Regions from separate parts of the Columba livia genome. Here region 2 is linked to region 1. Evidence: chromatin contacts called from public Hi-C data. All regions are on one chromosome and are shown on one strand. The core of a region is the stretch at or near the end of the contact, and the rest is flanking DNA. Distances in the headings are between cores, read along the strand shown. Region 1 overlaps NFATC2 (nuclear factor of activated T cells 2). Region 2 overlaps NFATC2 (nuclear factor of activated T cells 2).

Evidence for each region. Hi-C and Micro-C count contacts between places; a contact is called where the count stands out from the background.
Region 2: a Hi-C map of liver shows a contact between it and region 1, with 1.9 times the contacts expected there. The contact joins two enhancer-like sites.

What each region holds. Positions count from the first base shown.
Region 1 is chr16:12,655,281-12,659,516 of bColLiv1.pat.W.v2, reverse strand. All of the region lies in intron 1 of NFATC2 (nuclear factor of activated T cells 2), which reads right to left. Among named protein-coding and RNA genes, the nearest start is that of NFATC2, 12 kb to the right of the region's middle. Within about 2 kb of position 1,531, at least 1 of the 3 cell types and tissues checked has an H3K27ac peak away from gene starts, as active enhancers do.
Region 2 is chr16:12,707,775-12,712,448 of bColLiv1.pat.W.v2, reverse strand. NFATC2 (nuclear factor of activated T cells 2) reads right to left here. Exons shown (of 10, transcript XM_065032519.1): 9 at 3,775-4,470. Among named protein-coding and RNA genes, the nearest start is that of NFATC2, 65 kb to the right of the region's middle. Within about 2 kb of position 2,953, at least 1 of the 3 cell types and tissues checked has an H3K27ac peak away from gene starts, as active enhancers do.

The DNA.
Region 1 (4,236 bases), core at 282-2,781:
ATGCTGGTGATGCTACGACTCAAGGTTCTGACCTCAGCAGGGGAGGGAAAAGGGGTGGTTGGGTGAAGCAGCGAGTGCTGCTCTCTGGAAGTAAATGGCTCTTCCATCGAAATCAGGAGAAATTCCGCTTTTTGTTTCAGTAGGATGGGACTGGCTACTCCACTCCCAGACAACTTGGCTAAGGCAGGCTGGGGTTTGGAATTTGCTCAAGGAAGGGGCAGACTCAAGCCAACATCCCAGCTTCCCCAGGTGAGCACCACCAGAGCTGGATTTTGTAAATAACATTAAGCTCCTGCCTCTGAGGGGGAGGACGGGTTATTCCCCAGCAGCTCTCTCTCTCTGCATTTGTAGACACCAGAGGGAACAGGGAGTAACCCAGGACACGGGAACGGCTCCAGGCGATGGCCCCAGCAATAGCCATGCTCCTGCCTGAGCTGCAAAGGTGAGCTTGGTTACGGTGGCAGGAGCCGAGGACAACAAACCCCATGCTGCCAGTCCTCTGCCACACTGCAGGTGGCAAGGAGCAGCCCAGCCACCCACCCACCAGCTTGGCTCCCCAAAGTGGTGAGAGGCCATTGCACCCCCTTACAAGAAAATAATTGTGTAACAGATCGGCCTAGCAAAGGTGTTTTTCAAGAACTGAAGCAGATTTGAAACCTTTGTGCAAATGCCTCAAAGGTGCAACATTGTGCCACCTTCAAGGGTTCACCTGTTTCTGCACATCCTATCATATCCCAGAACACAGACCAAAATACTCCTGTAAAGGACTGTCCTCTCCACTGCTTTTCTGATGGATATAAGCTGTGTAACAGCTTCAGCACAGCTCCTCTGACACCCCTTTGCACTGGCAGTCACAGCACTTCCCCACCTCCATTCAGGCATTTCCCAGCCTGAGGTTTCGCTGGTGAATCATCCTCTGATTCAGTACCAGGAGATCCTTCTTGTTTGACAGGGGGTTAAAAGAAAGTGAGCTTCACACCCAGACCACACAGGCACCTCCTCACATTCTCAGCTTTACTGTCAGCAAACAGCCTACTCACTCCCCTGCATCACCCAAATCCCACAGCTAGGGAAGTCCTACATCCAAACCCCCTAGGATCGCACCCAAACCACCTCCAAGCTGCCAGCTCTTATTGTCCCCTTTATTCCATAGTCTTTACCCACTTACTAGTTCACAAGACCATCTCTCCTCTTCCCACAATACAGGATGGAAGCAAGGGTCTGTGTCCTACCATGCTGTAGATAAACAGCAAACATTTGGACAGCCTGAGGAACACTGCAGGCAGGTCCACCTGGGCAGTGTCCCCAGGTGGGTTCCATCAGGCCTGCCCTGAGTGCTGATAAGCAAGGGCAATTAAAACACAGGTGAAAAAGATCAAGGGATTTAAGTTTCAAAGGACTTAACCCTTGATTTTAAAAACTTCTTTCCACACACCTCTGAAAGGCAAAAAGGAAAACCCACACCAGGTCCTGCTGTGCTCCAGAGGTTTCCCAAGCTGGAGGGACGCACACCAGCGCGTGTGCACACGTGGCCGTGCAAGGGCTCACCCTCCGCTGTTCTTTAAACAAGGCACTGACTTCAAAGCTGTTCAGTCAGCCAAATGTGACCTTGCCAATTAGCATGAAATTAGGGAATAACACATCACCCCAGCAACTGCATTCCATGATGGGTTTATACAAACCATCATCTAGGAAAAGCTAAAGATAGTCGCGTGTGGGACACGGCAGCCAAAGGAGGGCAGAGAGAGAAGTTCGGTTTTGACCTCACATCCGTTTGCTGCAGCGCAGCTCCTGGGATTAAATGGAGTTCCTTCTTTGTATGAGAGTCCTTTTTTTTTTTTTAGTTAATTTGCTTATTGTAATTGGAAGGGGCCAGTCCAGAGCTTTTTTGCATTTTTCAAAAGCCAAGCTGTCTGTTATTTACACCGGCTTCTTGTAAGCTCAAAGTGAAAGTCGGTTTCCTGAGTGAGATCTGGTATTCTCTGTTACACGGGCATATTTGTTTCCTCGCTGCAGCGCTGCCGCTGAACACTGCCTCCTGTGTTACTGAGCCAGCCACCAGCACTGAGCTGCAAGCTTGTGGTTTTGGGTTTTTTTGTTTTGTTGGGGTTTTTTGTTTGTTTGCTTTTGTGTTCAGTTGTTTTTTTGTTGTGTTGGGTTTGGTTTTTTTCCCTTTTAATAGTTTTGTATTGGGGAGAAAAAGATGGAACAAGCCAAATTATACATGGCTTGACAACTACAAGACGTGGCAATGTCCCTGGGAGCCTGTCAAGCATTTAGAGGAATATTAATATTTCTAAATGCTCCCTGCTTCCCCTCTATTATACATACATAGACCCTGTAGATTCATCTCACCAGATGCAATGCAAGAGTCTGCTGAGCTACAGCAATGGCTTGAACCTACGAGAAACTACTCCTTCCAATATCCATTCTCACCTGTTGCCTTAGGGCAGGATTTTATCTGGAACCTTATTTAAAGATGGGTTTTGTTTGGATTTTAAGTTTCAAAACACACCTCAGAGGCATCAGTCCACAGAGGGGTTAACCTCAAATACTAAAAATTATGCGGAAGCTTTACCTATCAGTGGATCATCGCACAGTGAGCACAGAACAAAAGTACATTAAGTGAGTTGCTGAAGCAGAGCACTTGTCTGGCTTTTCAGTATTTTGTCTCTCATAGTGGCCAACAACAGATATTATGGAATAATACACAAAGCAGCTATCCAAATTTACTCATCTGGGAGTCCTATTTGTAGGAGCTAGTTCAAATGCTCATTGACTCTCTGTCATTCTTCTCCACTGAGAAGCAAGGATATTCAGCACTTTCAAAGTGTGAAATAAGCTAAAACTTGGAATACCATGAGCAATACCTCCCCATGTGTCTCTCAAGGGAATGCATCTAACACACTTATTTAAAAGGAGACAGAAAACACCTTCAATGCCCAAGTGAAATCACAACTTCAACCTAGCAGCCCAGGATACACACTTTCACAAACTTCCAAAAACCTGTTGGGTTCAGTCTGCTGAAGGCAGGTGTTTCTGGTTTACAAATCATGAGATGATAGCTAATTGAAGGCACATGGAAAATGGCACTTTGTATAGCACTCCTGCTTTTGGAAATGGTTGGCTTAGAGAGGAATACCTAATATTAATAATATTGACTGGAGAATTTTTGTTTACCCTTTTTTCCCCTGTTGCTTTTATAGCAGTCCATGTTCCTGTGGCCTCAGGCACACATGAGCACTACTGAATGCCAGCTGTTAGCAGTAAGGATATTTCTGTCATTTCCATAGAAACAAGTTGTGATATAGATCCTACTTTTAAAACACAGGCTTGGGTGGATACTGTCACATCCCAACCTTTTAAAAAATTGCTTATCAGAAATAGACTTTAATCCAAATCCATTCCTAGAGACCAAAATTTACATTTGTTTCCTAAAAAAAAAAAAAAAAATCACTTTAGCATGTTTACAGAGGTTTGTTGTTATAGGACTTGTGGTGAGTGGTGGGTGGAGCCGGCCAGAGGAAACCAGAGCGTCTTTCAAACAGGCTCCGAATGGAGGAACCAGACTGAAGTGCTGGGATCCACACACACTCCCATGGTTTTGGTTCCATTTTGAATCCTTCACTGCAAAGGACTTATCTTCCCAACTACAGCTCAGACAAGGCCAGAATCACACATGAATAAGGAGCATCACTTACCCCTGGCATGTGGGTAGAGCCCTTTCTCAAAATCTGAACGTTTTCTGTTCTCGTGTAAACACACTTTAATCTTTTGCACGTTAAAGGTCACAGATGTATACTGGATTGCTTACAGACTCTAGCTGGTGCCGTTTCAAAGCGAGGGAGAATGTTCTCCAGATTACAATGCTAGTATATACGGTTGTGATCTTTTTTTCTTTATGCTAATGATTTCCATCTTGGGAACAAACAAAATTACTACTAATTATGGTTTCCAGTCATTCAAACGTGGAGAAAGCAGGCTCAAGAAGGAAGTTACTTCTACTACAAGCATACACTGCTCTGCATCTATGCGGTTTGGAGATGAAACTTTCTAACCCCCACCTACGTATCATTATATTCTGTGGAACTTCCACTTAAGGCTTCACAGCAGTACTCTCTACTTGTTACAGCATCTGAAGCTTTCACTGAGATTTAATGTATTTTAATTCAAATCACTGACCTCTCCCCATTGTGGATTTATTTTAGCATGGTTTGATTGCCATTAAACCTTGAA
Region 2 (4,674 bases), core at 1,704-4,203, 52 kb before region 1:
CCTCTGCGACTTCTGCAGATGAAGTCAATACGGTGTTAAGAGAGAAAAGCAGCTTCTCTACAGCCAGGGAGATAGCTGGACCCCTGCTAGCATGGCTCTGCTGCTCTGATGGACCAAGGGCTTAAAACAGCTTCACCATGCGCTGAGGTTCCACCGGCACAGGGAAATCCCCAGCTGGCAGCAAGCTGACAGCTCTGGCTTCGTGCCACCCTCTCCTCATCTGCCGTGCAGGGGCTGGGGAGGGCGATCAGGATGCTCACAATGTGCTGGCACCCGAGCCAAAGCCCTAAGGACCACGCCGGCTGTGAGGGGGGGTCCCTGTGTCCTGCGTCCCCTCCTGGCTGCAGCGACCCTCTCCTTCCATCGGGCTCCCCAAGGACCAGGCAGGACGGGCGCGGATGCAGAGCGGGATGCGCGCTGTGGGGACAGCAGCAAGAGACCAAAGCCGGCAGGAAAGAGCTCAGTCCCTGGCTGCCGCTTGCTCAGGGCTGACACAACAGTTCTGCTTCTCAGGTCCCCAGGAGACCCGGGGTTTCCTGGAGATAAACCCTGTTCAGGCTTGTGCTTAACAGCTGCCGGCCTAAAGAGAAAAAGCTGCTCACAAAAGGAAGATTCTTCCTGAACATGGAAGAAAGAAGGGATTTGAATTTCACTTGAGCTGGATTTTCTTGCTATTGAATGAAGATCCTGAAGGATCTCCTGACCATAGTTTATCTTCACTCCCAAAGTATTTCCAATTCTTTGAGGTAGACATGTGTAACAAAGGTTTCTCTGCCAATTTTTCATGAACAGTCCCTTCCTCTGGAGATTCATCTTTACACTATTTTATACCAAAAAGTTACAGATAAATATATATATTTTTACAGAGAAATATGGAGGAGTATGTATATGAAGGTATACATACATGTGGTGATGTCTGATCTTCATCAGCCTCCCTAATGGCTGAATTTCCAAATCCGACCTCTAGGACTTTATAGCTAGAGCTTTCCTTCCAGAAACCATGTGTGTTGTTATTCTATCTGGGAGGGGAAAGTTGGGAAGGTGTAAGGGGGCTGCAGCGGTTGGGTTGGGCACCTCTTGCTCTGAGGTAGCACTGTCAAGATAAGAATGGGGGCAAATGTCTCCTTCCAAGAAAAGACATGGCAGGTCCCCAGTTTTATGCGCTGTGAAGGCTCTGAGCAAAGAAGAAACCATGGTCTCCAGAAGAAGGACAAATAATTCTTTTGCACAGCAAGGAAGATAAGAAAATAATGACGGGTCCTGTCAGCAGTGGCAGCAGGAAGCTGGAAGAGGCAAAGTGAAACTGCAACTGTGTTAGTTAGGAGATGCTCTCTGGTCACTTGTAGGACAGCTCAAAGGCTGGGACATCATACCCACCCTGAGAGGCAACAGCTTCAGGAATGAGGAACCAACAGAATGGGGCTTGTCCCAGGTCACTCAAGAAGTTCGTGGCAAAGCTCAGAATAGAAGCAAAGTCCAGAAAACCAAGGCTGCGCATTAACCATGAAGACAGAGGGCAAGAGTTGGCAAGAGGAGATCGCAACTGCAGAAATGCATGAAAGCTGGACTGTCAGCAGAAATATGGAGAAAGAAGAACAAAGAAGAGAGAGGAGGAAGATGGGGGAAGGGGAGAAGACAGAAGGGAAGTGAGAGACACTGAAACAGTGGTTGCCTAAGAGCCTGTGCATCAGCAGCAGTGCTGGGCACCCATGGCAAGCCCTGCTGGAGAACCGTCATCTACCCATGAATAATCACAGCAAGACCTAATGGCTCACTGTATCTGGGAATAGCTTTCTGGATGAAAGGGATCTGAGGGTAAAGCCTCTATAATCCTTTGGGTTTGCTTTCTTTTAATACTATAAAGCACAAAAATAAACTTTCTAGTTAGGGAAAACATGGCTTTTGTTATGTTCTGAGTCACTTTTCCCCAGCAGCAAACAAAGTGGCTTTTCAATTCAAGTCCTGAACATTTCAGAATGCAATGTTTTGCAAAATCCTAAAGTAAATCACAATTCTCCAAGTCATGCTTCTAACTAATATAAACTCACTGAGGTCAGTAAAGAGACTTCATGTGACCGATCTCGCCTGGCCTGACTTGGGTGGCGTAACTGATAAATTAATCTCTAGTTGAAATCAATTCAGAATGATCCAGTCAGCCAAGCAGAACCCTGAAATTTCAGTATTAACTTGATGCTGTTCTGCCTAATGGCTCCTCTTAGCACATCTCTTGTGAGCTATGCTATAGTTAGATGTTACTGGCCTGATCCAAAACCCAGTGAAATTAATTTTGTTGTCCATTTGGGGAGTCCTTTTAAATGGACTTTGGCTCAACTCTGAAGTTTGCTAGCTTTAACATCAATATTCTTTCTTTTTTATTATTTTTACAAGGTTTGTACCAAGTATTTTTAGAAACATGGAATAATCTCTCAGCTTCTCATATTAAAACTACCTTACACCACAGCATTCGATTTTACTATCAGAAAGATTACCTTGCTTTGTCATCATGTCCCATTCCCTGAATTTTACTTAGCCATTTTCTTGCAGGTCCAGCAACTCTCCTGAATCAAGTTCACTGTCAAAATCCAATACAACATCCTTCTTGAGACAGCAGGGCCAGTAAAAACTTCCCGGAGTTTACTGTGATGGCACCGATGCTACATCAACCAAACTTCAAACACAGACTAGTGGAGAAAACCATCCAAATTCCGCCCACAAACACAGCAATGAAGACGGTATATGATACAGCAACAGAGCACTCAGTACTTAAGTCCAAGAAAATAAAACTTTCACAGGCACTATTTCACAATTCTAGGTGAGTAACTGCAGGACACATCCCAAACTACCAGGTGCTCATGAAGCACGTAACAGTGCACATTCACAGGATCAAACCATGCATGCAATTGCCTAGAGTGAGACCACAGCAGCAGTGAATGTATGTGAACATCAGGCCTGTACTTCATGCACAAGAACATTCTATATTTGCAGTAATATACCCAGCAACCTCACTCTGCTCCCCCCGAAATCAATGTTGGTTTAGCTACTGGCCTTCACGATTGCAGCGTCCAGCTGCACTATTGACTTTGCATTGATTTCCTCTTGCAAGGAACATACTTCAATAAAAGAACCAATCAACCAGATTGCCAATAGCTGCCTACCTAACAATAAGCAGGATATGTTCAAAGAAAGCTTAACTCTAACTTACTTTCATTCCTAAAGGCTAAATCTGTTGGGCTCACAACAAAGAAACATCATTGTCTTGCTTATCAATGTCCTACTGTTCATCTAGAACATCTGCAATAGTTTTGCCAGCAGCGCTACCCCATTCATTACAGGCCTTGATAGACTGTTCAATGGGCTTTTTTTTGGTACAAAATGTACAAAAGCATTTTACAAAGTGGATGTTGCCCTGATATGAATAATTTAAAAAAAAAAAAAAAGTGCATTTTGTTTCAGATTCTCCGTTTTCCAAACTAACCTTTGGCAAATTGAAACAAAATGGCAACGGCTTAGAACCTGACAGCTCACTCCATGGCACCAAGCAAGACAGAGGGTTTCTACAGAACACTGTATTTTTTTGTTCGGTTGCCAAAGTGCATTGTCATCTACCAAAAATGCAGTTGATGAAAGACCAAAACGCAACATAAGCAAACAGCAAATACCCACACAACAGAGGCCACGTTGATTTTATGCCAAGGAACAGGTGGGATTTATAAGTCCTAAACCTCCTCCACCCCTCCAACAAACTGACCCATAGAAGAGAAGAGCGGTGCTTACCGTCATCCAGATACGCTTGGTCCAGATTCTGTTCCTGTTTAATAGTGACTCCAGCTGGTAACACTTCTTTCTGGTCGCTAACCGGTGGTCCATTTTTTGCTGCTCGCTGGCCTGAGGCTGTCTGCTGCTGGATGACGGTAGGATATGAACTCGGACTTAACCTTTGTGCTTGACTGACCTGGGGCTGGCTGGATCTTGCAACATTTGATGTAAAATTTTCACAGCACATGATGTGCTGAAATTCTTGGTGGCTTCCACACCTCAGCTGCTGGTTGGTTGGAGAATAGTGAATCACTGGAGAAGACTGCTGGTTGCCTGGAGAATGGTGGAGCACTGCTGAAGTTTGGCCTGGAGAACCAGTGTGCACCAGCACTGACCTATGGGCATCTGAAATAGCAACTGGTGTAGCCATCAGATTGGATTGCTGGTAGCCCAGTTGGCTCGGGCTAAGGCTCTTGCTTCTTTGGTATATTACAGCAGCCGGATTCTGCTGATGGTATCGAGAATCAGGAGAAGAAAGGCCTGAGCGCAACTGCTGGCAAGGAGCCATAGTGGCCACGAGACAGGAAGGGGATTCGGTGACCATTGTGTGCTGTGAATAGTAAGGCTGTGTTACTGTTCCCAGACCACTGTGTACTGCATTGCAGATTAAGGCTGGATCATAGTCATCAATGGGCTCTGTTTTGATTGATGGTACTAGAATAAAGCATGCAAAGGACATTATTCGCAACAAGCCGATGAGAAACAGAGAGGTTTTCCTTGATGCAATAAGAGATTTAAGCCATTTACAAGACGGGCATGTGCAAGCTCATATCTCACAGGCACTGAGTTAAATAAATCACGTATATGCAACCACGGCCAAGTCTCTCTTGAAAGCACTCTGTACTAGGGGGTTCTTGA